2 separate regions of the Mus musculus genome follow, and region 1 is linked to region 2. A link is a contact called in public Hi-C data. All regions are on one chromosome and are shown on one strand. The core of a region is the stretch at or near the end of the contact, and the rest is flanking DNA. Distances in the headings are between cores, read along the strand shown. Region 1 has its middle 19 kb from the start of T. Region 2 overlaps T2 (brachyury 2).

The links. A called contact is a pair of places that touch in the nucleus more often than the background predicts.
Region 1: a contact with region 2 is called in a Hi-C map of the N1E-115 cell line, with 4 times the contacts expected there. The contact joins two enhancer-like sites. A contact is called at or near these places in 4 of 15 datasets of contacts at CTCF or cohesin (CD8 T cells, embryonic stem cells and pro-B cells), 32 of 484 Hi-C or Micro-C datasets (B cells, CD4 T cells, CD8 T cells and 25 more), 8 of 115 datasets of contacts at active chromatin or transcription factors (the 230-238 cell line, the HPC-7 cell line, astrocytes and 3 more) and 2 of 9 other capture datasets (liver and pancreatic islet).

The regions. Positions count from the first base shown.
Region 1 is chr17:8,451,241-8,456,585 of GRCm38.p6, reverse strand. No RefSeq gene overlaps it. Among named protein-coding and RNA genes, the nearest start is that of T, 19 kb to the right of the region's middle. Within about 2 kb of position 1,290, at least 39 of the 459 cell types and tissues checked have an H3K27ac peak or open chromatin away from gene starts, as enhancers often do. A contact at or near this core is called in the N1E-115 cell line, where this site is marked.
Region 2 is chr17:8,374,568-8,380,000 of GRCm38.p6, reverse strand. The region is part of intron 1 of T2 (brachyury 2); the gene reads right to left. Gm16702 (predicted gene, 16702) reads left to right here. Exons shown (of 3, transcript NR_045795.1): 3 at 1-956. Among named protein-coding and RNA genes, the nearest start is that of T2, 4.9 kb to the right of the region's middle. Within about 2 kb of position 2,485, at least 11 of the 459 cell types and tissues checked have an H3K27ac peak or open chromatin away from gene starts, as enhancers often do. A contact at or near this core is called in the N1E-115 cell line, where this site is marked.

The DNA.
Region 1 (5,345 bases), core at 41-2,540, 78 kb before region 2:
CTATGGAAGTCTGCCTACAAGGCTTCCCATTCTCTAACCTCCCAACACACCCCAAATTTCCACTGGGGAGATTGTTCAGTGGGCAAAGTGCCTGCCACCCAAGGATAAGAACCTGCGTTCAGATTCCCAAAACCCACATAAAAACCTAGATGGTGGGCCCATTAGCCTTGAACTTGCTGCCTATATAGAGTCCCCTGACATTCTCTCCTTCTCCAGCACACCATAGTGTGCCTCTGCCTGCCTGCACCTCTTGGCAGACCCGGTGCTAGTGTGAGCGAGCATTAGAGGCCAGAAGTCATGGCGGGAACCAGACTAAGACCCTGCCTTAGAGCAAGGTTTGCCAGGACACAGATCCAGGTCCCTCCGCCTCAGTCTCCTATGGGCCTGGGACTGGGAATCTTGCCTTCTGGGCATCTCATTGGCTCTCTGACATCAGCATCAGGAAGAGACTGCGCACCCTGCATCTCACTTGGATAATTATCCTTTAGAGCACAAATAGATTCCTGGCAGGAGCTGACTCCTACAAGGTGTCCCTTAGATTTGGGGACCTCCAGTGTTTCTCCTCTCTCTCCTTCCATAGGTTTCCTGATTGACAGAAAGCCTTCCCGGTCCAGGGAACAAGCCATGGAGGAACCCTTCCACACCCCTCCACCACAGTCGCTGCACAAAAGCCAGAGGAGAGGATACTAGCTGGGTGTTGCTGCCCAAGGCTCCAGCCACTGGGGCCATCGCAATAGGCTACAGTACTGAGGGTACCTCTCAGGGAGTCTCTGAGAGTCAGCAGGGAGCCTGCAAGGCAAGGGAGGGAGTGTCTGGAGCAAGTAGACATGAGTCATCAACAGAGTAACGCCCCTCACTGATGCACGCTAAGGATTTTCCGCTTAAGTGGACAACATTCCGTCTCCTTCCTTGAGTAAGGGCTTCCAGAGATGACCAGTGACCACAGTGTGAGACTTAGCACCTTCCCTCATTGCTAGGCAAAGCCACTCTCCTCCCAACATCAATTCTAATCACCTAACTCTAAGAGGATTGAAGGACAGTATGCAATGGCAAAATTATACTTAGGCCAAGTACACGCTGTGTCTGAGAAGCTCCTGAGAGAGCATCTACAGCAGGGACAGCAGCGCAGGACAAAGGCCACACAGAGCCACACACTGTCACTCGGCCGTGCCGAGCACAGACCTGAAATAGAGAAGCCTAGTCACTTCTGGGAGGAGGAGGGTATGTGACACATATCAGGTGACGTGCTGAGGAGACCAAAGGGAGACAGGAAGGAGATGAAGAGTGGAGGCCTTGCCACAAGGGCCCTTTGTGAGCTGGGAGGTCTGTGACAGACAGAGGCAGCCCAGGCTGCACCCAGGGAGTGATGACAGTGAAGGGCTCTGGACTCAGATGTGGGTTATAGATTGCACGTCCCACTTCTCAGTTCACATTGATTATGCATTGTTAGTGAGCAGCTGTCCCTCTCTGAGATGTTTTTCTCATTGGCAAAATGGGATAGGAAGAAATCACGTGTGTATGTGAAGATGTATATTATTTTTGTGCATCTGAGTATGGCCATTAAAGACCACAAGTGTCCTATATGCTAATGTATATTGTATATGTATATAAATATAAATGTGTATACATATATATGTGTGAACATTCTATCCATATACATGTGTGTAGATTATATATGCACTTCTAGATTTATATTTATTGAAATAAAAGAAGCCCAATGGATGCTGTGTGTGCATAAAAGTGTGTGTGTTTACACACGTGAATGTGTGCATATACACACATATGACCATTCCCTCGTAGCCTGCTCCATCTGGGCCCCAAAAATCACACACAGCAGTTCAGACAGTTCTAGATATACAATTGTATGTATATAGCATATATTTATGGGCATGCACATATGTGCATGTATATTGTATATGGGTGAATATTTAAATGTATGTAAATGCATATTTAAATGCATGTGTATGTATTAATATGAATAGTGTACATGTTCACATAAGGGCATATATATGTGCCTATATAAATGCGTATGTTAACATGAATATATGTACTAATGTGGATGAAGTGTGCATGTTCACGTGAATATATGTCTATGTGAGTATATGATTGTGTATGTGCATGCATGTGTGAAATGTGTGTTGTGTACACATAGATGTGTGTGTAAAGCATCCACAGCTCTTCATACAGTGAAGCCTTTCCCTCCCAGCCTCCCTGAGAGAGACCTGAGGGGCTGTGCCATCCTTTGATGGGCAGAGCAATCTCTGCAGGAAATAGGAACAGACATGTACCTGGGTGCTTAAGCTTGGCCTGACTGCCACCTCCCCCAGAGAAGCCCCCAAAGCTGGTCCTCTTACCCCTTGCATCCTAGCTCACTCACTCTCCTGCTGGTCTCTGCTCTATGCCTGCCTTCACCCACCGCTCTCTAAACCCTTTACATTTAAACTTTCACAGCTGTATTGATACAGGCATCACTGTGCTGGCTCATTCTATGTCAACAGGACACAAGCTAAAGCCATTTGAGCGGAGGGAAGGAATCTCAGTTATAAAAAATGTCTCCATAGCATCGGGTGGTAGGCAAGCCTGTAGGGCATTGTCTTAATCAGTGATTGATGGGGAGGGCCCAACTTATTGTGGGTGGTGCCATCCCTGGGTTGGTGGTTCTGGTTCTATAAGAAAGCAAGCTGAGCAAGCCATGAGGAGGAAGCCAGTAAGCAGCATCTCTCCATGGCCTCCACATCAGCTCCTGCCTCCAGGTTCCTGCCCTGTTTGAGTTCCTGTCCTGACTTCCTCCAGTGATGGAAATGTAAACCAAATAACCGCTTTCCTCCCCAAGTTGCTTTGGTCATAGTATTTTTATCACAGCAATGGAGACTCCAACAATGACATACAAAGACATGGCAGAGACATGTAATGAAGACAATGGCATATAATTAATCAAATGTGTATCTAAATGACATATAATTAAATGCATGCTTTCACAAGTTTGATGGTTTGGACTCCCAGAAGGTTGCAGTCAAACGTGAACACATCCTTCACACCCAAGCACACTCTCCCATGACCCATCTTTCCTCCCATCATGCTTTGCAAGCTACCACATATGTCATCTCAACCAAAAGAACTTGCATTTTATGCAACGTTAGACGGACATGACAACATGTATGTTATACTGTATAGCTTTGTACACACAAGCTAATCACCTTGAGATTCCTCCCTTTGTTGCAAACATCAATCCTCTATCCTTTCTCATTACTAAGTAGTATTTTACTGTGTGGGTATAACAAAGTATGCTTAGCTGTCTGTCTGTGATGGAGATTGAGGCTGGTTTGGGGGCTGAGTGTGCCAAAGGGTTGTGGAATGTGTGTGTGCTACTGTTTCTGGAAAATAAAATTCCCATTTCTTTTGGGTAGATGTCTTAGTCAGGGCTTCTATTGCTGTGATGAAACACCATGACCAAAAGCAACCTGGGGAAGAAAGGGTGGCAGTCTATCACTAAGAAAGTCAAGGCTGAAGCCTAGAGAAGCAGAAGGCATGGCTTGCTTATACCAACCAGGACTGCCAGACCAAGGGTAGCACCGCCCACAGTGGGCTGACCCCTCCCACATCAATCAAGAAGATGCTCTACAGGCTTACCCAGGGGACAATCTTATGGAGGCATTTTTCAACTGAGATTCCTCGTCTCACCGGCTTGTGCCAGCTTGTCGCACAGACGCAATACTGTTAAGCCATAGCCTTTCCTTTCTTGCCCATCCCAATATTTCATATCAATATTAACATCACAAAATAAAACACTTCATGTTGGGAGCACAGAGATTCTTGGGCTCGCAGTTAGCACCAGGGAGACCAGGAACATTAAATACACACAGTTGTCTTTTCAAAGGAAAAAAAAAATCTTTTAAAGATTATTTATTTATATATTATTAAGATTTTTAAAGATATATTTATTTGTATTTATATGAACACACTGTAGCTATCTTCAGACACACACAAGAAGAGGGTATTGGATCCCATTACATATGATTGTGAGCCACCATGTGGTTGCTGGGACTTGAACTCAGGACCTCTGGAAGAGCAGCCACTGCTCTTAGCCACTGAACCATCTCTCCATCCCCATATTTGTGTACTTTTAAGAATGCATTTTATTGCTTATGTGTATGAGTGCTTCCATGTGCATATGCATGAGAGTGCCTGAGGAGGAGACCAGGAGAGGGTGTCAGGTCCCCCAGAGCTGGACTCACAGTGTGTGCTGGGAAGTGGACTTTGGTCCCTGATAAGAAGAGCAAGCTCTCTTAGCCACTGAGCCATCTTTCCAGCCTCCAGTGCCAAAATGTATGAGTAATTCAGAGTGTTTGAAGTAACTGGGAGGAGTCCCAACGAGGATCCAATACTGATGGTGTTACAGAAGCCAGGTAGTTTTGGGGGTAGGCCAACTCAAAGCCCTGGACCTGGGTCTGGGTGGTAGCCGAGTTGGTCAGTCTGCCAGTGACCTATCCTGCACCTGAAACACCAGGGCACCTGTCCTGGCTGGTTTTGTGTCAACCTGGCACAGCTGGACTTATCACAGAGAAAGGAGCTTCAGTTGGGGAAATGCCTCCACGAGATCCAGCTGTAAGGCATTTTCTCAATTAGTGATCAAGGGGGAAAGGCCCCTTGTGGGTGGGGCCATCTCTGGGCTGGTAGTCTTGGGTTCTATAAGAGAGCAGACTGAGCAAGCCAGGGGAAGCAAGCCAGTAAGGAACATCCCTCCATGGCCTCTGCATCAGCTTCTGCTTCCTGACCTGCTTGAGTTCCAGTCCTGACTTCCTTGGTGATGAACAGCAAGCAGTATGGAAGTGTAACTGAATAAACCCTTTCCTCCCCAACTTGCTTCGTGATCATGATGTTTGTGCAGGAAGAGAAATCCTGACTAAGACACCACCATTGGCAGAAGTCAGGGCCAGCTCTCCTGGTCTCATGCCCTCACCAGCACCCACACCTTCAGAGCCAGCTCCACTGTGCAACCCAGTCAAGGCATGGGACCCACTCTCCCAAGTCCTGCAGCCTGTGAAGGGCTGAGCCACCTCTCTAGTTCACACCATCAGAGCTGGCTCACCCATGCCTTTGACACCAGGGTTAGCTCCACTGTGTTGCCCAGGCAAGGTGCAGGGCCCAATTCAATTTATTTCTTAATTATGGTTTGTATCACTATCGTAAAAAACACCACAACCCCAAGCAACTTGGGGAGACAAGTCTGGTGGGGGCATCTTTTTAAATTGAGGTTTCCCCTTCTCAAATGACTCTAAGTTGTGTCAAGTTGACAGAAAAAAAATAAAATAAATAAGAAGGACAATATCTAAGAGTAGATAGAG
Region 2 (5,433 bases), core at 1,236-3,735:
GACAGGACTAAAGGCGTGAGCCACCACTGCTCAGCTCCATTTACATTTAATCGTTTTGGGTTTTGTTTTGGTTTGTTTACATTCTTACATTTCAATGGCTTTTTTATTTTTTATTTTTTTTTTTTTTAAAGATTTATTTATTTATTATATGTAAATACACTGTAGCTGTCTTCAGACACTCCAGAAGAGGGCATCAGATTTCGTTATGGATGGTTGTGAGCCACCATGTGGTTGCTGGGATTTGAACTCGGGACCTTCAGAAGAGCAGTCGGCGCTCTTAACCACTGAGCCATCTCGCCAGCCCCCTCAATGGCTTTTTTAAAATAGGAAAGATGTTTTCATCGAATATGCCAAAATCTTTATAATATTCTTTGGGGAAGCCTAAAATCCTATTCCCCAACAGACAAAAGTGAGTGAGGTTCCTTCCAACAGTTAAAGGAGCAAACTGAAAACTTGCTTTTGGGGGCTGGAGAGATGGCTCAGCAGATAAGAGCACTGACTGCTCAAAACAACAACAACAACAACAACAAAAAACCCAGGACGTGGTGGTGCACGCCTTTAATCCCAGCACTTGGGAGGCAGAGGCAGAGGCAGGTGGATTTCTGAGTTCGAGGACAGCCAGGGCTATACAGAGAAACCCTGTATCGAGAAAAAAAACAAAAAACCCTCCCCCCCTAAAAAAAAGAAAGAAAGAAAGTTTGCTTTTGGTACTTAAAAACATACCCACTTGAAAACTGATTAAAAACAGCTTTGGTACTTTGGGGAGCCTGCAAGACTGCTTAGTGAGTAAAGGCACTAGCTGCCAAGCTGACTATCAGAGTCTAATCCCTGGGACGCACATGGTGGGAAGGGATAACCAGCTCCCTAAGTTGTCCCCTGAGCTCCTCCACCTTTGTACTGTGGTGCACGTGCATGTACACATACGCATGCATAAACACAGAATAAATACATACACTAAACCATGGTTGTCCCCTCGGTGGTTGGGATACAATGTGTGAGCCGCAAAGCTGAGAGATCACATGACCTCCACACCACTCCTTTCTCTACCGCTGTGTATCCCAGGCTTGCAATGTATGCTGCTCTCGGCTCAGACCCCTTCACTGCTCTTCCAGGAGTCCAGTGCTGTCTCTGAGGGTGCTGTGGGGTGCAGAGGCCCCAGGACACCTGGGTGACCTCCAGCCACCCGTCTAAGCTTCCCCGTGGCAGTGGTCTCAAGCCCAGTCATAAGGACAAGCCTGGCTTTCTCTCCTCACTCACAGCCCTCTCTCCTCTGCCAGTCTCCCTGTTTTTATCTCCTGAGCCTTTCCTTTTGGCTGAATGGAGAAAAATAACGAACCGTGGAAAAGAGAAATCGGAGTTAAACCGAGCGATTTGGCACACAAACCTGTGGTATCTCCTCGTAAGGCATCATTGCTTGATAAGTCTCAGAATAGCGCCTTCAAGTCAAAAGTCTGGAGAGAGACATCGATGCAATGTACTACTAAGGAAATAAAGCACTTAAAAACTGCCGCTGATTGAAAACAGAGTAAGTTTATTAAGGTTCTAAGAGGTTTTCCGGCCATTAGTATAATTACGAGATGAACACAATTTTGTGCTGTTCCTATCAGTTAGATGGTAACACACTGGAGGCAGGGGACCATCTGGGCTCTGCAGAGTTAGTTAGCTCTCGGGACTGAAGAGACACTTCCACAGTTAAGAGTATTGTCTGCTCTCTGTTTAGTCCCCAACACCGAAAGGGCAGCTCACAACTGTTGGTTCTGGGGAGCTGACACCTCTCCTAGCCTCCATGACCACTGTATGTACATGGTATGCAAGTTTGTGGCTTTGTGTGTGTGTGTGGCAAAACACTCACACACATAAAAATAAATCTTCATTAGAATTAGTTCTGGGCCAAGGACTGAACTCAGCAGAGCATGTGAACAGGGCATCAGGCCCTGGGATTTTACTCCAAGTCTTTACTCCCCAAATCCCAATCAATTGAAAAACTATCAGAGTGGAAGAGTTCCTCTCACTTCCTTATATAGCTCTTGATCCTCCTTATCTCCCTTCCTCCAGCCTGATACAAGGGCCTTCAAACCCTGCAGCTTCTCATGGGATGGCCAGTTTAATTACATCTCCTGCAAAATGACTGTGACGCCTGTCTCTCAAATGTCAAGCTTAAGAATGTCTTTGAAGGAGGTGCCCACCACCATCACTCCAAAGTATCTGGGAAGAGCCAGGAACACGTGACCTTTGAGTCTCATTGGTAAAGTGGGAAGTGAGAAAGAGAGACTCAGAGACCATGCACCCCACAGTCGGTCCACAATCTCCCTGTGTACATCAGCACCCTGCCCCTTACACGATGCATCTCAGCAATGGCTGACAGGCCAAGGAACCTTACATTTTCAAATACTGAAATTCAGATCTGGGCTCCAGGGTTTCATTGACATAGAGCTCAAACTCGACTGAAGATTTTTTCAAACAAATGAAGGTGACTAACGCCTGTGGTTAACCTACACGGCAAAATGAAGAAGGAGAAGGAACAGTCGCAGGCCAGCCAGGGGCTGCATAGCCAGATTCTGTCTCAAAGACAGACAGACAGACAGACAGACAGGCAGACAGATGTGCATGTGTATATACACAGAGAGACAGACAGACAGACAGACAGACAGACAGACAGACAGACAGAGCAGGGCTAATTAGACCCATTAAGGAGGAGATATGTGAAGAGCCCAGATTGAGATATACACATGCCATGAAAGCACCACTGCTAATTTGCAAAACAACAGATGAACAAAAATTGTTGAATACTATTCCAAAAAGCAATCATTTATGAAGCTTTTCATTCAAAATATCTGGGCTGGGATCTGGGATTTCACCACCTCACAGCCCCTGGCAACTTCCTAGACACTTTGTTGGAAAGCAAAAAAAAAAAGAGGGGGGGGAGGGAGAGGGAATATTTTTAAAGTTTGTGGGATTTCAGAAGTGTATTTGGTTTGTTTGTTTGCTTGCTTGAAAACTATAAAGTTTTCATTGTTTGGGTCAAGAGGGAAAAATGAGATCACTAACAAGTTGTTATAACTTTAAGTCTCGAATAAATCTGTCTCAGAAGCAAACTGTCACTCAAACAAATCATTTTGGTGTCTTGGAAGCATTAACCATTAATCCGTCCAGTGTGTCTGCTGAGGGTAATTAAGCTCTTAAAACACATGCCCCGAGTCCTGCCTTTCCTGTCTGTACTCTCTGTGGGTAGCAGAGAGTTAAAACACAACCATGGGTGGAATTTCCAGTAGGAAACCCACTCTTCAATACCCACAAATATTTTGGTAAAGTCATTGTACATTTATTTGTGGAGACGTAATTGGAAGTATGCAATGTTTTAGTAATTATCACACACACACACACACACACACACACACACACACACACACACACACACACACACACACACAGAGTACTTGAGTGTTGATATAGATTCCAGACAAAACACAAGCCCTTTGTAGCTCCTAGATTTCCTGGGGATGTATATGAGAGTCTCACCTTCAGCTGTGGAGAGGGACCCAGAAAGGGCTGATTGCCGTGTCACTCAACTGTGTGTGTGTGTGTTGGGGGGGGGGGGGTTGGGGTGGGGGTTTCACTTTAAAATGGAGATTCCCCCTTTCTTTTTTAGGAAGGAAACTGAGGAAGTTGTTTCAAAACAAAATAAACGTTCAGGATGGAGCTGGAAAGGGGTGTGAAAGGGAGCCCTTTGATTTCCCAACTTGTGTATTTGGGCTCAGACAACATCTTATGTGCATACTAATCAAATGGTAATCCTGCCCTCCTGCCAGGACCGAGGCGTTTGACACTAAGTCATCTTGCCAACAGAAGGGCATGGGAGTATTTTAATTCCATCTAGGGGTGTTGGGGGGGGGGAGGGAGGGGGGAAGGTGGGAGATCCCTGAGGCAGGTTTGGGGACTGACTCGGGCCTGGAGAGCCGGTGACAGGAGGAATTATTTCCATATCAGTGACCTCTTCGAAAGGTGTCAGCTACTTACCCACCCTGCCCCAGGAAAGGTTCATAAACTTAACTGTTCTCCCAAGGGTGGGCTTGAGGGGTCCACCCCAGGGGGCCCAGTAGCAGCTGGGGGGGGGGGCTGCTAGGAAAAGACCTCATTAGAGACCAGAGTGCCCAAGTTTACTGTTCTCTCAGATGTGTAAAACTTCAGAGTGGCCACACGGCTCAACCTGTCGTCCACAACACAGGCTTCAGCTTATTTTGCCCTTCTGCCAGCGATATCTGGAGAGAACCCTAGAGGTGAGGTTGCTGAGTGGCTCTTAGAGGGCTCTCCTGTACGAGATGGGACAAGCTCTCACACAGCTGACCACTGTAGGCCAGGTCTTTAAGTTGTTTCTCCTGTACTTTAATAATAAAATAATAATAATAATAGGTATGAGTATGGTTCCAGCTAGTTTTATGTCACAAGCTAGAGTCATTTGGGGAGAGGAAATCTCAATTGAGAAAATATGCCCCACTAGATTGGCCTGTGGGCAAGCCTGTGGTACATTTTCTTGCTTAATGACTAATGTGGGTGGGGCCGCCCCTGGCTGGTTGGTCCTGGGTATTACAAGGCCAACTGAGCGAGCAGTGGGGAATCAAGCCAGTAAGCAGTGTTAGCATTTCCTCTAGGCTCTGCCCAACAGTTACCTAGCATCTGGAGGTACAAGCCAGTAAGCCAGTCATATAAGGGCTGCTCATGGTCAATCTCTCTTCCCTCTCCGGCTCTCCTTCCCTTACCCCTCCCTCTGTCTTCCTCCTCCCCTCCGTCTATTCTCTCTCTCTCTTCCCCCTTTATTCCTCTCTTTCTTTCTCTGCCTCTACTCCCTTCTCCATACCCCTTCCCAGGTCTCAAATAAACTTCCTTTTATACTAGGCCCATCAGTACGGCTGGTATCTCAGGGGGTGCCTCTGCATGGGCCCACTAAGGCACCCCTCCCCTCCTGCTCCATCATACCATATTTTATACAACATAATAAGCCAGGCTCCTCTGTAGCATATGCTCCAGTTCCTGCCTCCAGATTCCAGCTGTAATTTCATGGCAATGGCTTCCGTAGATGGTGGAGTGCGAGATGTAAGATAAATCAACCCTTTCATAGCCCCTGTTTGGGCCATTGTGCTTCAACACAGCCATAGAAGCCATAATGATGGAAAGGCGTTTAACCAGCATGCGTATATATTCACCACTTGTGTTCCAATTGTGGCAGAGACCAAAAGAAAGTGCCAGATCCCCTGGAACTTGAGTCAAGGATGGTCATGAGCCACCAGGAGGATGCTGGGACTCAAGCCCAGGTCCTCTGAGAGAGCAGCAAGCGCTCTTAACCACCAAGCCATCTCTCCAGTCCTGTTTCTCTCTCTATTAAATAAGTGTGTAAGAGTAGGTGTGGTATGGGTGTGTGTGTGTGCACAATGTGTA